Regions from separate parts of the Mus musculus genome. Here regions 2, 3 and 4 are each linked to region 1. The links are chromatin contacts, called in public ChIA-PET and HiChIP or PLAC-seq maps. All regions are on one chromosome and are shown on one strand. Each heading gives the region's core, a stretch centred on a gene start, on an enhancer-like site or on the middle of the called end of the contact. The rest is flanking DNA. Distances are from core to core; before and after follow the strand shown.

Region 1 (4,359 bases), core at 723-3,222:
GGTGCTTTATACACATGAAGTCATACCGTAAACTTTGATTTACATCAAAGTTCTCCCTATGTGGGGATTGTGTACCTGTAGAATCAGTCACTCATGGATACAAAGTATTCAGGGAAAAGCTGCATGTGTATTTGAACACGTGTAGACTATGTGGTCCCTCTTCTCTGTTCTCTGAGCAGTGCAGCACACCTAATCTTTACATTGCATCAATTGGACCCATAATCTAGAAATGAGTTTTGAAGATTTGAGTAGGCTGCATGCATATGTTATACCATTTTTATAGGGAATCTGAATATCTGCCGTTCCAAGGGCTATGCTAGGATCCATCCCCCAGTGTCACCAAGGTGTGGCAGTACTGTCCTTCTGAACCAATTTTCCTGTAGTAAATAATTGCCTTGGGTATTACACGTGTGTAAGTCTGTGTATGCAACATTCAACATATTATAAGCCAGGGAAAAATTATATTACTACCCTGCCAAAGGTTTCATGAGTCCAAACCAGTTTATAAGCTTTGTAAATCTGGCTGGGAGTTGGTCTTAATTCATATGTTATTCTGTTTAATGTTGAAATTATTATTTTTTTCTATTATTTCTATTAGTTTTTAAGGGACCTCTAGCAGCTCCTAAAACTTTCCAGGGTAAGACTTATCTGTGAAAATACTTATGGAGAAATATATCTCGTACAGTCCAAAACCAGATGTCCCTGACACATCCCTCTCCCATGCTCAACTCATCTCTTCATTCACAGTCAGAGCTAACCTGAAAATTAAGCTCTTGTATACACCACAGTGGAAGGACCTGCTGCCATTGTGGAGGGCTGTCAGGCTTTGGCTCTGAGAGTGAAATGGCTTGTGCCGCTACCTTAACCTCTGTATTCTGTCTGCAGTGGACAAGAGTGCTTTCAGAACAGGATCATTTGGTGCCTTTCCCACCATCATTTCCAACCAAGGCCTAGCATTATAGGAAGCAGCATCCTGGAGAAATTTAACAGAATCCTAAGGACAGGAACCCAAGCCATAGGCAAGAAAAAAATACAAAAAACCTAAACCTTCGAGGTCCCTGTTTTTGCTATTGGGGTCTTTCTTCTCACTTCCAAACCACCATGTCTATAGGGAGCCAGAGACACTCTTCCTCCTCCTCTTCTTTGAAATTGTAAAATAAGAAGATATATTATAGATGGGTATTTTGCCTGCTCGTATATCTGTGCACTATGTGCATGCAGTGCCCACAGAGTCCAGAAGAGGGCGTTGTATCTTTCTGGACCTGAAATTAAAGATGGTTGTGAGCTGCCTCGTGGGTGCTGGGATTTGAACTGTGTTCTCTGCCAGAGTGGCCTGTGCTCTTTATTGTTGAGCCATCAGCTCTCCAGTCCCAGTAATGTCCTTGTTTTCAAATAGCGAGGTTGTTTCTTTCCCTACTAAGATAAGCGACCCAGATTTCAAAACTGACTTCTGACTGTGCTTTCACTTTGCCCCTAAGGACTCTCCCTCCCTTCTTAGAGTCTGGGGTGTGTGTGTGTGTGTGTGTGCGCGCGCGCGCGCACGTCCCTGATGAAACTCCTAGCCTTCTGCTAGAGCCCAGAACGGAACACAATACTTCCCAGGGTAACTGGCAGAGGAAAGATTTGATGAACCCGCTTCTCCCTGGGCAGTGCCATGGTTATCTGGGAAAGAGAAGGTTCACAAGCACCTTGTCAAAGAGCCCCTTACTATCCTTTGTCCTTTGCAGAACTGCATCTCAGTGTTCAGTTGCCAGCATGAATGGCTGTGGTTACAGGAGCGAGAGGCGGTGGGAGGAGGGTGTTTAGCCGCTTCTGGTCCCAGCGCCCCCCCCCCCCCCCCGCAGCGGTGTGAGAGGTTTTTGACTCTGCACGTGCTGAGAGCTTTTATCTCTAGAAGCCACTTGAGGTTGTTCAGGAGGCTTGATTAGAGAAAGGTGAACGGTTGCCAAGGCAACCTCCCTTTGATTCATTCATAGAATGGGAATTGAAATATTTAAGAGAGAGCCGAAAATAATGGCCACATGAGAGCAACCCACACATATCCTGCTCAGGAAACGTGGGCCGTTGAGACAAAGAACACAGAGGTTTGAATGTGTACAATCAGGCTTACCTGGTGTCTGCATTTTCCGTGAGTAACCCCAAGCCCCCACACCCCATTTCATACATACACACATGCATCAGCCTGGCATAGGGAATATTTTAGCGTGTCAACTTACTCTTTAGTGCCACAAGTCACAGCTTTGCTATGACAGTTGGCATGAAAATGTAAGTTTTCTCTCTGTGAATATGTCACCTGGCTTTCTACCAGATCTTTAAGATTTATTTATTTTTATTTGATGCATATGTGTAAATGCCTGCATGTTTATATGTGTGTAGCACATGTGTGCAGGTGCCTGTGGAGCCCAGACACTGTCAGATCTCCTGGAACTGCAATTAACGGCCATTGTGAGTTGCTTGGTGGGAATGCTGGGAACTGAACTCAGGTCCTCTGCAGAGGCGGCAACTGCTCCCACTGAGCTGTCTTTTCAACCCTATTTTCTAGACTTTATTTGCCTCTGGTACAGTTCTACCTGCGCTCTGCAACCTACATCTTGCTTATTTATGCATTTAGCCATCCACTCAACAAGCACTGATCTCCTGTGTGCCAGGCTAATGCACACATACAGCTTGTGTTGGACTTTTGTTTACTGTTGGATGCAGTTCTGGTATTGAGTGCTCCCTGCACAGGCAGGAGAAATGGGTTTTGGGGGCAAGGGTGGGGGAACCCCTCCGGAGCAACCTTTACCCAGGCCGATCAATAGAGCTCAGACTCTTTTTTTTTTTTTTTCTCTCATGAAACACCTCTCACACCACTGCCATTTCAGGCCAGAGCTTCTTTCCCAAGCAGAGCCTTTGCCTGCTAGTCACTGACCCTTGAAACAGCCCTCCTTGTGCATCACTGGCTCCCAGCACTAACCCAGCTCATCCACCCTTGAAGTCCCGATCCACACGCTGTTCTTAGACACAGCAGTTTAGCTCTAAGCCACTCAGCTTGACTTACAAAGTCTATAAAATCGTATATAATGTTCCAGTGAAAACCCCTGATGTTATTCTTTGATTTCAGCTGCTGTTCCCAACAGCCTTATTTTCTCAGAGTGTGAAAACTGACCCTGGTTATTCCTCCTGATTCATGGTTGCACAAACCACCCTACTTATCATGGCTGGTTTTCCCCCTTTGCTGGCCTAGAGCCATCACCTCGTTGTTACCCATCCCTCAAGACCTCCGAGCGAACCTCTCACTAATTATTTTTCAGTATTCACCATCCTCTTCTCCATAGGCATAGTAGTTTTTCTGGAACTGTGGCTTCCAGGACAAAGATCACACATCCCCGTTGTTCACTCCTTGCTCCTTTGTATGGCTGGGTTGTGAGCGGAGTGTGCGCTTTCTGAGCTACGTGGAGGTGTAATTATACACAGATGGCAGGCCACAAAGAGGGAAGGAGTCTTGTTTGCCAACAGCATGGGGCTAGAAATTTATAGGTAAGGGATTAGAGAAATCACTTGCTGGCTTGCCTAAGCCTTGGGAACATGTGTTTCGGTTGTGACAGATTTGTAGACGAATCTACACATATTCAAGAAGATATCCTGGGGATTTTCTCCTTTAAACTCTCATCGTGGCCATGAAAGTCTGGGGTGTATTGATTTTTTTCCCCTTAGCTGTAGCCTTATTCATTTTCCATCACGAGCAAGGAAGACAGGGACCTTATCACTAGACCTTAGGGCAGGGGTTCTCAACCTGTGGTGCTCTACCCCCTTGGGAGTTTAAACAACTCTTTTACAGGAGGTTGCATATCAGATATTTACATTGCAGTTCATAGCAGTAGAAAAATTACAGTTGTGAAGTAGCAACAAAAATAATTTTATGATTAGGCAGAACGTCACCACAACATGAAGAACTGTACTAAAGGATCATAGCATTAAGAAGGTTGAGAACCACTGCCTTAGGGTATAATTTTTAAATCCAATAATATATTCTTGCACAGAAAAAAACAAAAACAAAACCCTAGTTACAAGTTAGAAGACCTGGGTTCTAGTGTTTCTTCATATTGACTGCATGCCTGGAGAGTACCTTTGAGACTTTCTAGGACTTGGTGTTTTGAACTGCTTGTAGGAATGTAAATTGTATCTCGGATGAGACAGTTGGTGTGTGAATGTTTTGTTAACTGCAGAGTAATGCATATTGCTTACACAGTTCCACTTCAACATCCATTATCACACTTTTTTACATTGTCATATACAAATGACCAACGATATCAGAAGGTTGCTGTCTAACCGTCCCCACTAGTCATTGACCAAATGACCCAGTGGTGAGTTACTAAT
Region 2 (4,359 bases), core at 793-3,292, 420 kb after region 1:
GTCGAGCAGAGAAACACACAGGTGTGTGAGCAGTGAGAGGAGCGTCGGGTAGGTGGTCACCATGGTTACCATCAGACGCAGGGTGACATGCAAGGAAAAAGGTTTATGGTTGGTCACTTTTGCAGCTGGCCCCTGGGCCCACTGACCCAGCCACGTGAGATTTTTCTCTCCAGCGGTCTGTTTGGCTGGGGATAGAGTGGTTTCTTCCCACTTGGCCTAGGATCTGGCTATTGGTCTGTGGTAAACGCCATCTTTACCAAGGTGCTCCTGGAAAACTGGGTGCCGTTCAGATTTTCCTGCCGTGAATCATTTGGTAAGGCCAGATCAGAACCAGATCACTGAAGATGAACTAAAAATGAATCTCCCTCTCGCGGATACATTGGGTGTTTCAGATTTAGCAGTTTACTTGAAGTATACATACCAAGAAATTCTTGTTACAAAATCTGGTGAATACTCTGAAACGCCCTCCCTCTTTTGAATAAAAAGATACGCATATGCCTGACTTGGGCCTCCTAAAAGTCTGGAAAGGTGAGAGAAAAGAGGGTGTGGGGCCGGATGCCAGCTCCTGTTTTACTGATATAGGGTGACTTAGGAGCCATGCTGGGTTCCAACTGGGCCAACACCATTTTAAAGGAGCCTTTCCAAGTGGAGGAATGGCTTTGGAGGAATAAGTGTGTTTTCTAGGGGGAATGTGAGGGGTAGGGGAGGGAACCTGTTTTATCTGTAGTATTGGGGGACAAGTTTTGTGATGGTGTGTCAGATTAGAGGTCACTGCAGACTTGGCAGAAATTAGCATGGTCCCCGTGCCCTCCTCCCCCACACCTTGAGCAGACATGTAACCAAGCCTCCATGTCACGTGGTGACATCCAGAACCCCCAGACAAGCCTGGGTTCATGGCTTTTCCTTCCATGAAATGTGAACCTGTGTTGGTAGAACTTGGATTGAGTGGCCTGTGCCAAATTCTGCCTTTAGGTGAGAAGTGAGGGGTGCCCTGCTCGCTTCCCCTACTGTCCGAAGGCTTGGCTGAAGGCATAGCGGGTCCGAGCTTCCCCGATGGCGGACTGCCTTTGCTTAGTTGGATGGTCCCATATTTTTACCCCCACTGCCTTCCTGGCAGCTGTTTCATGTTTGGTGAAGAATTAGATTAAATGAGCTCTGTAGCTAGTCGAGTCCTGGGCTCTGAGAATGTTGAGGGCATCTGGAGAGCAGATAGCTTGTAGACTACATTCACTTTCTAGATGAGTGTTTGCCAAATGTGTCCTAGTTCCCAGACTGGATCCCAACGACACAGGCATTGGGAGCTCCAAATGTCCCTCCCCTGCTTCCTAATTCAAACCTCCTATGACAGTGTCAAGGGGCTATTTATAAAGTCATTTTCTTTGTACTTGATAACAGCATGAGATCCAAAACGCTTAGAAAGTAGGACATTGGTTTGATTGGAAAAAAAGGGGGGGGGGCGGGGGGTACACCTTAAAGCTCTCCAGAAGTTTCTGCAATAGCGTTAGTTGAAGATCCTGCCATTCCTCATGGTTAGTTAGTTTCAAAAGACAGTATCCCATCCGTGAGCTGATTTCTGGTGATGGGAAGTTTTGGAATGTCAGAAGGCTGTTGAGTATCTGCCCGAGAGTGAGGGACACTCAGTTCTCCCTGGGGATCTTGGCTCCATCATCCATATAGTGTTTGTGAGACTGAGGGCTGAAGCACAGGCGAGCAGGTAGCTAGCAGCAGCTCTCCGCTCCATTCGCCCCTGAGACCTTGTGCCCTGGTTCTTGGCTTCTGGGAAAGCCATGGGAAGGGATTAAAAGTCCTTGGGAAGATTTGATAGTTACTCCCAAGGGGAAGGGGACTGGGCAATGGCCAAGAAAGCCTGTGGCAATAATAACAATAGTTCATATGGGTTCATCCTATCACCTAAGGTAGCCTTTAATCTCCTCATAGCTAGGTGACCCTTGACCAAATAAACCAGGACTTGTGTGGGTAGGACCTGGATGCCAATATGTTACAGTGTTCCTATGGGCTGTCACTGGTACGGCCAAGTCCTGGAGATGCCATTGCGTCACTATGGTGAAAGGCGGGTCTTCTTAGCACACAGCTAGCTTGTGACACAGACGTTTCCAGTAGGGCTTTGTAATGGTGTCAGTGTGGTCTTGCTCTCCACAAGCCAGCTGAGGGATGAGGTGGTTTCTGTGAGGCCTCTGAGAACCAGTTTTGTGGAGCATTGTGAGTGAGCTCAATATAGTGTCTGGGTGTTGATGTTATTTCCTTAAATTTTGTCTGCAAGAAAGATAGAGAAAGTATGTGTCTGTTTTGAAGTCCTCCTTCTAGTGCCCCACCCCTTCCTTAGAGTTCACAAATCATTCAAGGGACTTCAGTAAGATAACAATGCAATACTTGTAACTTGTGTAAATAGCCCCATCTTTCTGAGTGGTGTCATTTCTACATTTGATATGCTTGTATTTCTGTAGGATGTACATTTTTTTTAGAAGAGTCAACCATGTCTGTTTTTATTTATTGCTTGAAAAAAGATCATTTGAAGAAAAATAAATACATTTTCAACCAGTTCTGCTTTTGTGGACTCTCACTGGTAAGCATCCTGCTGTTAGGGAACCGAGCCTTTGGGTAATTCTGCCCACTTAGCACCTGCCGTGAAGACCAGTGCATGGCAGAGCCCTGGGAGGCAGGTGAGGGGGCTGGTGCCTCGCAGAGCATTGGGCATCTTTTCCCTGAAGGGACCTACTGTAGGAAGCATAGGAGAAGAAGATTCAAGGGGAGAGGCAGGTGTTTGCATGCGACCGTGAGGAAAGAGGGCTGTAAGAGAAGAACGTGTGAGGAATTACTACTCAGGGTCTGAGGCTCAAAGACTCAGGGGCCATTGTACTGGCTTCCTAGCCTGTTGGGACTGGAAAATAAGCAATTAAAAGCTTCAAGGCGGGCTGGTGAGATGGCTCAGTGGGTAAGAGCACCCGACTGCTCTTCCAAAGGTCTGAAGTTCAAATCCCAGCAACCACATGGTGGCTCACAACCATCTGTAACAAGATCTGATGCCCTCTTCTGGAGTGTCTGAAGACAGCTACAGTGTACTTACATATAATAAATAAATAAATCTTTAAAAAAAAAAAAGCTTCAAGGCTAGAGTGAGGAAACAAGGTATGGTTTGCAAAACCACTTGTTGAACCATCCATCTATCTGACTGCATTGGTATGGCTCTCCCAAATTGTAAATAGTAATACTTTCCCACTATTATCATAAACAGCTTGGAGACACCAGTCTATTAAGAAAATTCAGTAATTACAAAATTATAAAAAATAAGAAAAAGTCCCTTTCCCATACAGAAATACCAGTAAACAAAATACCGTTTTTATGTATATGAGTACTCTTTCTTCATGCACAGCAGAAGTGAATCAGATTCTATTACAGATGGCTGTGAGCCACCATGTGGTTGCTGGAAATTGAAGTCAGGACCTTTGGAAGAGCAGCCAGTGCAGTTAACTGCTGGGCAATCCCAACAGCCCCAACAAAAATCTATTTTAAAATGAAGATGTAAAGATAAAATGGCTACAATAAACTTGTAGGGATGGGTAAGATGTACCCATATCATGGACAAGAGGTAACTCACACACTGGGGGAAAACGGCATATTGTATGTTCATGGATAAGAGGGGGGCAAGTTATGCTTTATAAAGTAACATAGCTCAAGAACTCTTACTGGGTTTTGGGGAAGAACATATTTCATTCAGAGAAATAAATGTGGAGGAAACCTCAGGCAGGAAATCAAGGTGAGATGTCTTTTAAGTCTTTCTCTGCTCATAACAGTACATTGAGTGGACAGGACACATCTGCTACCTCCCTGTTATAGGGACTAGTTGGATTGCCTCTTAACTATCTCCTGAACTCTCATAATACCAACTTTGAGGTAGAAGGAAAAAAAGGAACAATTTTTGAGGCAGAGGAACTTTTCTGAAGGAAAAAAAATAAAAATAAATAAAATCAACGGATGTCCTGGAGCTGTCCCATTCGAAAAGGGAGCTTGTAGGGAGATGGTTGGTAGCGGGACCTGGGTCTGTTCAACTGGTAAGAAAAAGCACTGAGAAAGGGGTTAGAGACAAGGCACAGAGGCCTGTGCACCCTCGGGAGTGTTTGTTCCCTAGGGATGCCTCCAGCCCCAGAAGCCAGTAGAGTCCAGGCATTAGAGTCCAGGCATCAGTCTTCTGGTAAAAGCAGCCCAGCTAGCTATGGTTTAGCAGGAAACCCTCAAAAGCCTAATGGATGCCCTGAGGTAGGAAGGAGAGAACCAACTCCACCCGGTTTTCTGACTTCCACATGTGCACCCTTGGCTTGCATGTCCAAGCGCGCGCACGCA
Region 3 (4,359 bases), core at 983-3,482, 330 kb after region 1:
GAAGCAGATTGTCTGAAAACACAATTACATAGTATGTAAACATAACAGAAATACTCTTCAGCCAACTTGCCCAGAGTTACAGTTAAACGCAGCGATCTTTCCCAAATATAAGCTAAAAGCAACCGAAAGTGGAAGACACATTGGGGGACTCTCCCCTCTGCCATGGTTGCCATCCAGATTGCTTTAAATGGGAAGTAACAATAACTCGGTTGTCAGAGTAACAGCAGTTACCGGAGGCAGGATTCTGAAGACAGTTAGCAGTGATGGAGTGAGGAAGCTGAGCACTCAAGAAAAACTCGCTGAGAAAGTCAAAACTCTATAGAGTCAATATTACATACTCACCTGTACATAAAGACAGCTCTGGTCCTAGAATGTATTTACAAAAGAAAATAATAAAGAGGGCATTATTTTAAGATGAAAGTAACTACTAAGCTACTCAAATAGATAAAAATTTCAGAAACATTATCTATTTAGGTCCTTTTTATACATTTCAAAAGCACATGAATCAACCAGGAATTATACATGAAGAGCTACAGGTATAGCTGTCTCCACGTGTCTTCCCTCTTCCTGCTATAGTTAAATAAATAATAATTTAAAAAAAGTCAGCAGTGCTATTACTTATACAATAATAGTTTGCGGCCTGGAAAGCCTTTTCCCAAACGCTATCCCATTTGTCAGCATGGGAAGAGGTGGTGCAGGGACCGAATGAACCCAAGGCTGTAAGGCCTCTGCTCTCCACAGAACTACAACCAGCCTATAAGTGTGACTTTTGAAAGCTGAATCCCATGATCGCTTCCCGCCACATACAAAGAATGCCCCCCATCCTGCCCTTCTCCTTGAAACTTTTGTGAACAAACCCTTTGAGCTCATTCCATCTCTCCGTAATATTTTGTAATAGAATTAGACCAGAACCAAGGTGGTTTGTTTTGTTTTGGTTGTTGTTGTTGTAACCCAGGTTAGTGATTAACTCAAAGTCTCCTTGCCTCTTCCTTCTAGGTGCTGAGATTCCAAGCACATACGATCATGATAAATCAGTTGAGCCTCTTCCTCCTCCTCCTCCTCCTCCTCCTCTTCTTCCTCCTCCTCTTCTTCCTCTTCCTCCTCCTCCTCCTCCTTCTCCTTCTCCTCCTCCTTCATCTTCTCCTCTTTCTTCTTTATTTTTGGTTTTTCAAGACAGAATCTTTCTATGTAGCCCTAGCTGTCCTGGAACTTTGTGAACCAGGATAGCCTCGAACTCAGAGATCCTCTTGGCTCTCTCTGCCTTCCTCTGCTGGGATTAAAGGTGTGTGCTTCCACTGTCCGGCTTTTGTCTTCTTTTTTATAATTTCCATGCTTCACTAGGTCTCCATGCCCAGAAGAGCTAAGGATTGGTGCAGAGAAGTGTATTTGCACAGATCGAAACCATAAACCAGAAGAGACCAACTCCATTCTGCCTGGCTCCCATGAGACGTCTGCACAGGAGGATATTGATGAAGGAAGCCCATGTCATATTGTAAACTTACTTAAAACATTATGGGGCAGGGTGAGGGGGTTGGGTCTGACAAATTATTTTGGTTCTTCAGTGTGAATTTTGTAGATGAAATGTCAAAAGGTAAAGTGGGTGGGACATGTCTGAATCTTAACCCATAAGGAAAAAAAAAAAAAAGCAGTGTGGGTTCTTTACCAAGTCCCTTTTGTCCCCAAAGGCTCTCCATGATTCTGATGCATTTTGGTTTTGCTTTTGATGAGTAAAGAATGTTTGGCTGGTTGTTATTGCCAAGGGTGTTTATACCTTTAATCAGTGACTTTGTCAGAGTCCAAGCTGTCATGCAAAGTTGCTACTCAGAGAACAGTATAGAGCCGAATAAGAACACTGTGCTGATCTCAAATGCTACAAATTCATGACCCACTCTGTGTTTTCAAAAAATGTATTTTTTTTTCTTGAAGAGTTTTGGCACTCCAACTAAGCTTAGAAGGATTGCTACCGGGGTTCCAGATGAACTGACTTCCTCAAGCAAGTTTTAAACAGTGTCTGGGGGATTGAAGCAGAGGAAAGGGCTGATACAGGATCGGCATCCTGAAGAGCCGCATGTCTCTGAGCTACTCGAACGCCCCTCACTTTGTCTCAAGGGACTGTCCATCTGTTCACGCTGTCTGACACTCTCTGAAACCAAACCTGCTGTGACCAACTTGGCTCGGTGTGAGAAACTGTCAGCTTGCTCCAGAATGTAATAATGTACCGCCTCCAAGTACCTTAGCACCGTTAGCATTTCCTGGAGTCTCCGCCCAACAGTCACCGAACAATGGCCAGGTAGAGCCTCTTCCTCTCTTCCTCTTCCTCTCTTCCTCTCTCTCCCTCTCCCTCTCCCTCTCTCTCTCCTCTCACCTCTCTCTCTCCCTCCCTCCTTTCCCCTTTCCCCCTCCCCCTTTCCTCCCTCTCCCTGCAATCTCCATCTCTCTCTTTTCTCACGTGTCCTCGATCTTCCCCTCTTCCTCTCTCCTCTCTTTCTGTCCTTCTCTGTTCCCCTTCTCCAGGTCCCAAATAAACTCCCTTTTATATTCGGCCCTTCGCATGGTTTGGTTGTTCAGGGAACACCTTGGTCGGGCCTGCCAAGCATCCTCATGCAGCCGGTTTATAAAACACAACTACAGTCGCATCTGAAGATGCTAAGAACAGGCTCCTTGTACATCTTCTAAAGTGACCCTCTTGGGCATTAAATACTGAGACTAAGTTCGTTGAAGAAAGATGAAAGGGGGGTTATTGTTCCATTATTTTAATTAATTTCAAAGTTTTATTTTTACCCCCTGCCCCAAAATTCCTCTTTAGCTCTCTGTGTGTGTGTGTGTGGGGGGGGGGTAGATCATAAATTTAAATATAAGAGGAGAGGAAGTGGTTTTACAGCCCAATACACATTATCTGGGTAGCACAGACTTTATCTTCCTGTTTTGTGTTAGCCGGCATGGATCACCAGAGCTCAAACTTAGATTGGGTTCATTCAAATAAGAAGATCTGAGATGATGGCTCCAGCTATGAGCTCCTCCAGGGACCAATACAATTACCTAAGGGGTAACTAACTAAACATCTAACCTTCTAAGTGAGTTGAAAACAAGTAAACCAGCTAAGCCTTCCTGTCTCCTCTTTGTCTCAGCCTTGATAATCAAGACAGTTTTCCACAGCCTCAAAGAACAATTTTCCCTCTTTCTGAAAACCTTTCATAAGGACACACCCAGGGGAAACCATTTGCATTTTGATGACATCCTTTGTCCCGAGTCTTACTTCCAAAGCCTGTTATTGTGTTGCCTAACTAGATTGATAACTGCTTCATTTACAATCCAAAAGACTTCTTAAAAGTTATACAGGGAATTTAATAGGTAATCCCAATTGTGTTTCCCAAAGAGCCCAGAAACCAATTATGCTAACCCTGTTGTTTTAACTCCCTGGGGTCTACCACAGTGCCCTTTCCCCACCCCCACCCCTCAATCAGTAGGCAGAATTTTGTTGTGAAAATACCAAAGTGCCTTCCCCGCTTAGGGGAATCCCCAGGTATGGTTAGATTTTCAATCATGTCCAATGCTTAAGGAGGCTAGAGCCAGCACTACCCACACTGGAGAGCTAGGGCCAAGATCAACAAACCTGTTAAAAATGAAACCCACCTGATGCTCCCTGAACAAAGTATACCCCTGGTGTTGCTCTGCCCGGAGATTAAAGCTGTTAGAACCGGAGGCCGGATGAGATTCCAGGCAAGCTTCCTGTGGGCTCCAGAAGGGATAAGACTCTCCCGAGAATAGGGATTTCTACCACGCTGCTGCATATTGTCACAAAGGAAGCCAGAAAAAGAAATGAGACTCCTAGCATCTCCAGTTGTCTCCCAAGCTGGGCAGTGACACCTGGCTGGGTTGCTCCAGGCTCTCTGACTTTATGAAGCACATTCATCTTCAGTCTTTCCATCCATCCCTCGAGTCCACATGAAGTTAGCTCAAGTGACGAATGGACTTCTAGACAGTATGTTTGTTGAAGTATAGAAATACAGAGGAACGGCACAAATTACGAATACAAAACTTGATAAATTGCCACCGTGTAAGTGTGCTCACAAAACTACCCAGGCCAATGGAGAGAACCCCCAGCCTGTTCCTGATGTCTGAAAGGGTTGGTGAGGCTGAACACCCCTCGTGTATACGATCATGCTTGATATTTGGATACACTCTCTTGCTGCTGTCTTTTTGTCTCTTTTACTCCTCTGCATATTGATGTATCTGTCCTTCCTGGGTGGACAGTATTTTCCATATTCTGGTTGTCGATTGTCAGTTATACGTTTTGTGAATGGCTTCTGCCACAGTGTTAGTGGGCCTTCCACCCCACAAGATATTGGCAGTAGAGGC
Region 4 (4,359 bases), core at 1,203-3,702, 310 kb before region 1:
AGTAGATTTTAGAGATGAATATGACTAAAGCCAAAAATAAATCTAAGAAATTAAGTTCATTGGGTTGATTAGGACCAAATGCTGGTAGGCACCGAACACACACACACACACACACACACACACACACACCTGCCTGCCTCCCTCCTTCTTAACTCCACCCACAGGTGTGTGGGTTGAGGACCAATCCTGGGGCTTCTTACAAGCTACCTCTGTAAGAGCTACACTGCTACCTCAGAGCAATATGCCCAGCCTGATTTTTCCTTTTTGTTTGAAGACACAGTCTAACTAAGTAGCCCAGGCTAGACTTGAACACTTACCCTGTAGTCCAGGCTCATCCTGAACTCTGATTCACCTCCCTCAGACTCCTGAGTGGCTGGGGTGCCATTGGCAAGCCTAGGAAAATATAGTTTTATTTCTAAGAAAGAGGAAAGATGTATTTAACATACAACCTCTCTTGTCATAATCTAGGACTATTCTTAGTTTCTGTCTTTCTCTTTGTTTCTGCCTCTTTCTATCTGTCTGTCTGTCTCTCCTTCCAGGTCCTATGAGGTGAACAGGTCATTGAGCTGAGCACTGCTGTCGCGCTGCTTTGCCACAGCCCTGAGGGCAACAAGGCCAAGGAACCACAGTTACAACTATGATCCAAAGTAGACCTTTTCTCCTCTTAAAGTCTCTGTTCTAGGGTATTTTGTCACAGCAACAGGAAGCTGACAAACAGGAAGTGTCGTTCACATTGAAGTTCTGGCAAGCTGGAATAAAGCTGTTTCTCGGCCCTTCGCAGAAGAAGTCAGGCTTAGAAAGGTAGTAGCCAAATACCTCAAACAGTCCCTTTTTTTTTTTTTTTTTGCTATTTATTTATTTTATTTTGGTTTTTTGAGACATGGCTTCTCTGTGTAGCCCTGGTTGTCCTGGAACTCACTCTGTAGACCAGGCTGGCCTCGAACTCACAGTGATCCACCAGCTTCTGCCTCCAAAGTGCCGGGATTAAATGTGAGTCCCACCACTGTTCCACCCTTTTTATTTTATATTATTTTTTAATGATGTTGTTAGGATCAGACTTGGGGCCCTGCAAAAATGAGAAAAGTGTTCCACCACCAAGGCAGCTTTAGTCCCTAAGCTTGAATTGACATGTTATTGAGGTTCCCTGTTTCAACTCAAATATTGAAAAAACAAAAAACAAAAAAACCTTAAAACCAAAAAGCCAGATGTACCCTGATGGTGACCTCCCACCCCATTACTAGTAATAACACTGAAATGACCAATTTGTTCTTTTTTTCTTTCTGCTTTCTTTAGCCTGTTCCCTTACAAAACTTACAAAATCAATCCCTTTGTACAACCGACAATAATGCACATTTTATTTTATGGAACTAAGTGTTGCCCGATGCTAAATTTAACAATAAAAATAAATACCAATTAGAAGGTTTAACTTGTTATAATTTTGTCTCCAGATGATCGGGCTTCCCACCCTGCCAGTGTGCGTGAGGCCCATCTTCTTTAATCTATTTAGGTTCATTTGTACACACAACATGTTCCGATAGTTTTGCAAGACCCCAGCGGCTTGAGGAAGAATCCTTCGTCAGGTTTTTCCTGCCCCTTTGACTGTGACCAGTGTAGGAAACTTTCCACTTCAGAGTCGCTAAAGATCGATGTAGGTGACGAACTGAGCTCATAATTGAGTTCAAAGCTGGGACACTAATATCTTATGATATTTTACCAAGCTGGGTGGTGGTGGTGCACACCTTTAATCCCAGCATGTGGGAGGCAGAGGCAGGTGGATCTCTGTGATTTCAAGGTGTTGGCCTGGTCTACAGAGGGAGTTCCAGGACAGCCAGGGCTACACAGAGAAACCCTGTCTGAATACAAAACAAAGCAAAACACCTTCCCCACCACAAAAAAAAAAAAAAAAAACAAACAAACAAAAAACCCAAACCAAACCATAAAAGAAAGGAAGGAAGGGAGGGAGGGAGGAGGGAGGGAGGGTGGGAGGGAGGGAGGGAGGGAGGGAGGGAAGGACCTTACCAAGACAGTGCTGATATGAATAGGCAGTTCTCAGAAGCCAGATGGATCTTTAATATCTAGTCTATGCCTGAGTCATATCATTTCCTAAACTTTTTTTTTTTCTTTACGTGTGTTTATTGCCGGATCTCAAAGCCGTCACCATTTCCTGTACACGCTGGGTCCCTCCTTAGCGCACCAGCTCGGCAGCCGCAGAAGGTGCAGGGCAGAGTGTGTTTATAGGACCAGAAAACTGGTCAGCGAGTAGGGAGGCAAGTTTGTCATTTTGTAACAGTTTGGACCCAAAGCTTCTTATAATAAAGGCAGCCCCTCTGGTTCTAGTTTAAACAAGGAGAAGATGGATTATTGCTTTTCCAGAAGTCCATATTTGGTCATGTCTTGAAGTATCTATGCTTTTTTATTTTCTATCTTTCCATCCTCAACCCACGATGTACATCAGGGTAGCCCCAGTCTTGAGATCTCTCTGTCTCAGCCTCCCCATGCTGGCATTACGGAGTTGTCCCTCTATAACTCGCAGGCACCAAGGACATGCTCGGGGCCAGGCAGTTCACTGCGTTCTTGTGCTGGCCAGCCTGTGGCACTGGGCTGGAGAAACCCCACTTCCCTAAGTAGTCAGAGTCGGAATTTGGCCAGAGTCGTCTTTGAAAGTGGGGAATTCATAAACCATACTGCAGCTCATCAAAATCTTGTCTTAAATACAAAATCAAAAAGTAAATCCATTGACTTCACCACCATTCCTTTGACATCCACAGACATAAGCTTTTTCTCTGACTGCAGGCTGCCAACCAGGACTGTGTAAGACTCCTGCTAACACAGGTAGGAGGAGCATTATCAAGCTGAAGGTGTCTGGAGCAAGGACTCAAGACACTTGCAAACTGAGAGGAGAAGTTTTGTAGATTTTGGTTTTCCTCCCACACCCAAACCTTCAGGATGTTTTGTGCACATGTAATTCTACAGCTTTTTTTCCCCCTTTCTCTTTTAAATCAAGCCTTTATCAACTCTCAAACATTCAACTTATTTTCCTAAAGATTACAACTCTCTTCACACTCATAGTTGTTTGGTTTGGGTGATATTGAATTAAATGATGTAATTTCAGAGTACGACTTGCATAAACAAGGCTGGGAACAAACAGAATTAGCTTTTGGAAAGCTCAGGTTCTAGAGAGGGATTCGGTTCGCCCACCATCGGGCAGGCAGGCGACTCACTAGTTCTGAAAAGGCGAAGGGTCTTGAGAGCAAAGGCAGTTCAAAGGTCTATGCCACACAGGGAGTGAAGATGAGCTGATGTGACCTCACAGCTGGAAACCAAGCCTAGTGGTGTACACCTGTAACCCCAGCACTCCCCATACAGGGGCAGGAGGATTGCAACTTTGAAGCCATCCCCAGGGAGAGGATGTCTTGAAAAATCCAAAAGCAAATAGCAACCAAAAACCCCAAACATAGGCATAAAGGAGAATGTAATTTTAAGACCTTAGCACTGTTCACATCACGTGAAGGTAAGGAGCGCTCAGGCCTTTGGAAGGGATGCTAGTGTTGAGTAGCCAATCAAAACATTCTTGGCCAGGTCTCCGGTGGGACTGGTAATGCTTTCCCATAGGACAGTGTGGCCGGGTACTTCCTGTTGGATGCTTTTAGTTAGGAGACTGCTAACTCTAAAATATTTTAATATATTAACTCCGAAGAGGAGGCAGGAGAGAAGCCGCTCCTGGTTTATGTTAGCAAAAGTCTGAAGTGAGTGAGTCTCCATGAGGGCTCTCCAGCACCTTTGAGCATCAGGAAGAGGCAACAGTCCCCTGCCAGTGTCTCCCGGGATAAAACAGATGACGCTCTGTGGCTGGGACATCTAAGCTTTTGGATGAAACTCCAAGCTCTTCAGTTCATTAATGCTTGGCTGGACTGCACGCTGAAAGGAGCCCTCAAAGTGAAAAGCCCTGGTGTTCCAGGGTGGATTGTGAAATTACATTTCTTCCTCACCTTCTAAATCCTCGTAAATGAAATTATATTGGTCTAATCAGTAGAAATCAAGAACTAAAAAGCAAAACACTTGGTGCAAAGTACCAGCCCAGTTGTGCTCAGAGCTTTCAGTACCTTGGCAGGGAGCCTCAAGCAAGAGAGCCCCAGTTTGGTTAATTCTTATCAAATCCATTAGAAACATCAAGTAGCTTTTTCTTTTAAACATCTCTCCTATTTTTGTTCTCAAGTGGATGAAGTATCTTAGAGACTGAAGACGTTCAGTGCAAGTCTTTTTCTACCTAGCAGCCAGGAAGTTCACTAAATTACAGAATCTGGATTTTAGAAGGCTGGGGGAGACTTGCAAAGGTAACACCCGATGATGTAGATCGCC

The links. ChIA-PET counts read pairs in DNA pulled down with a chosen protein or histone mark. HiChIP or PLAC-seq counts read pairs in DNA pulled down with a chosen protein or histone mark.
Region 2: an H3K27ac HiChIP or PLAC-seq map of regulatory T cells shows a contact between it and region 1, with 6 times the contacts expected there. The contact joins two enhancer-like sites. A contact is called at or near these places in 9 of 39 promoter capture datasets (the 3T3-L1 cell line, cranial neural crest, embryonic stem cells and 4 more), 7 of 15 datasets of contacts at CTCF or cohesin (the NIH/3T3 cell line, embryonic stem cells, large pre-B cells and 2 more), 141 of 484 Hi-C or Micro-C datasets (the 4T1 cell line, the 63-12 cell line, the AML12 cell line and 68 more), 28 of 115 datasets of contacts at active chromatin or transcription factors (DN3 thymocytes, the HPC-7 cell line, T-cell acute lymphoblastic leukemia and 20 more) and 2 of 9 other capture datasets (embryonic stem cells and pancreatic islet).
Region 3: an RNA polymerase II ChIA-PET map of memory CD8 T cells shows a contact between it and region 1, with 19 read pairs. The contact joins two enhancer-like sites. A contact is called at or near these places in 2 of 484 Hi-C or Micro-C datasets (Th1 cells and nephron progenitors) and 1 of 115 datasets of contacts at active chromatin or transcription factors (memory CD8 T cells).
Region 4: a contact with region 1 is called in an RNA polymerase II ChIA-PET map of memory CD8 T cells, with 5 read pairs. The contact joins two enhancer-like sites. A contact is called at or near these places in 1 of 484 Hi-C or Micro-C datasets (the HL-1 cell line) and 1 of 115 datasets of contacts at active chromatin or transcription factors (memory CD8 T cells).

What each region holds. Positions count from the first base shown.
Region 1 is chr8:34,396,174-34,400,532 of GRCm38.p6, forward strand. No RefSeq gene overlaps it. Among named protein-coding and RNA genes, the nearest start is that of Gm33831, 12 kb to the left of the region's middle. Within about 2 kb of position 1,973, at least 66 of the 459 cell types and tissues checked have an H3K27ac peak or open chromatin away from gene starts, as enhancers often do. A contact at or near this core is called in Th1 cells, Th17 cells, memory CD8 T cells and 1 more, where this site is marked.
Region 2 is chr8:34,819,394-34,823,752 of GRCm38.p6, forward strand. Dusp4 (dual specificity phosphatase 4) reads left to right here. Exons shown (of 4, transcript NM_176933.4): 4 at 1-501. Among named protein-coding and RNA genes, the nearest start is that of Dusp4, 14 kb to the left of the region's middle. Within about 2 kb of position 2,043, at least 17 of the 459 cell types and tissues checked have an H3K27ac peak or open chromatin away from gene starts, as enhancers often do. A contact at or near this core is called in Th17 cells and regulatory T cells, where this site is marked.
Region 3 is chr8:34,729,624-34,733,982 of GRCm38.p6, forward strand. No RefSeq gene overlaps it. Among named protein-coding and RNA genes, the nearest start is that of Gm46069, 42 kb to the left of the region's middle. Within about 2 kb of position 2,233, at least 45 of the 459 cell types and tissues checked have an H3K27ac peak or open chromatin away from gene starts, as enhancers often do. A contact at or near this core is called in Th1 cells and memory CD8 T cells, where this site is marked.
Region 4 is chr8:34,081,474-34,085,832 of GRCm38.p6, forward strand. No RefSeq gene overlaps it. Among named protein-coding and RNA genes, the nearest start is that of Dctn6, 25 kb to the right of the region's middle. Within about 2 kb of position 2,453, at least 20 of the 459 cell types and tissues checked have an H3K27ac peak or open chromatin away from gene starts, as enhancers often do. A contact at or near this core is called in memory CD8 T cells, where this site is marked.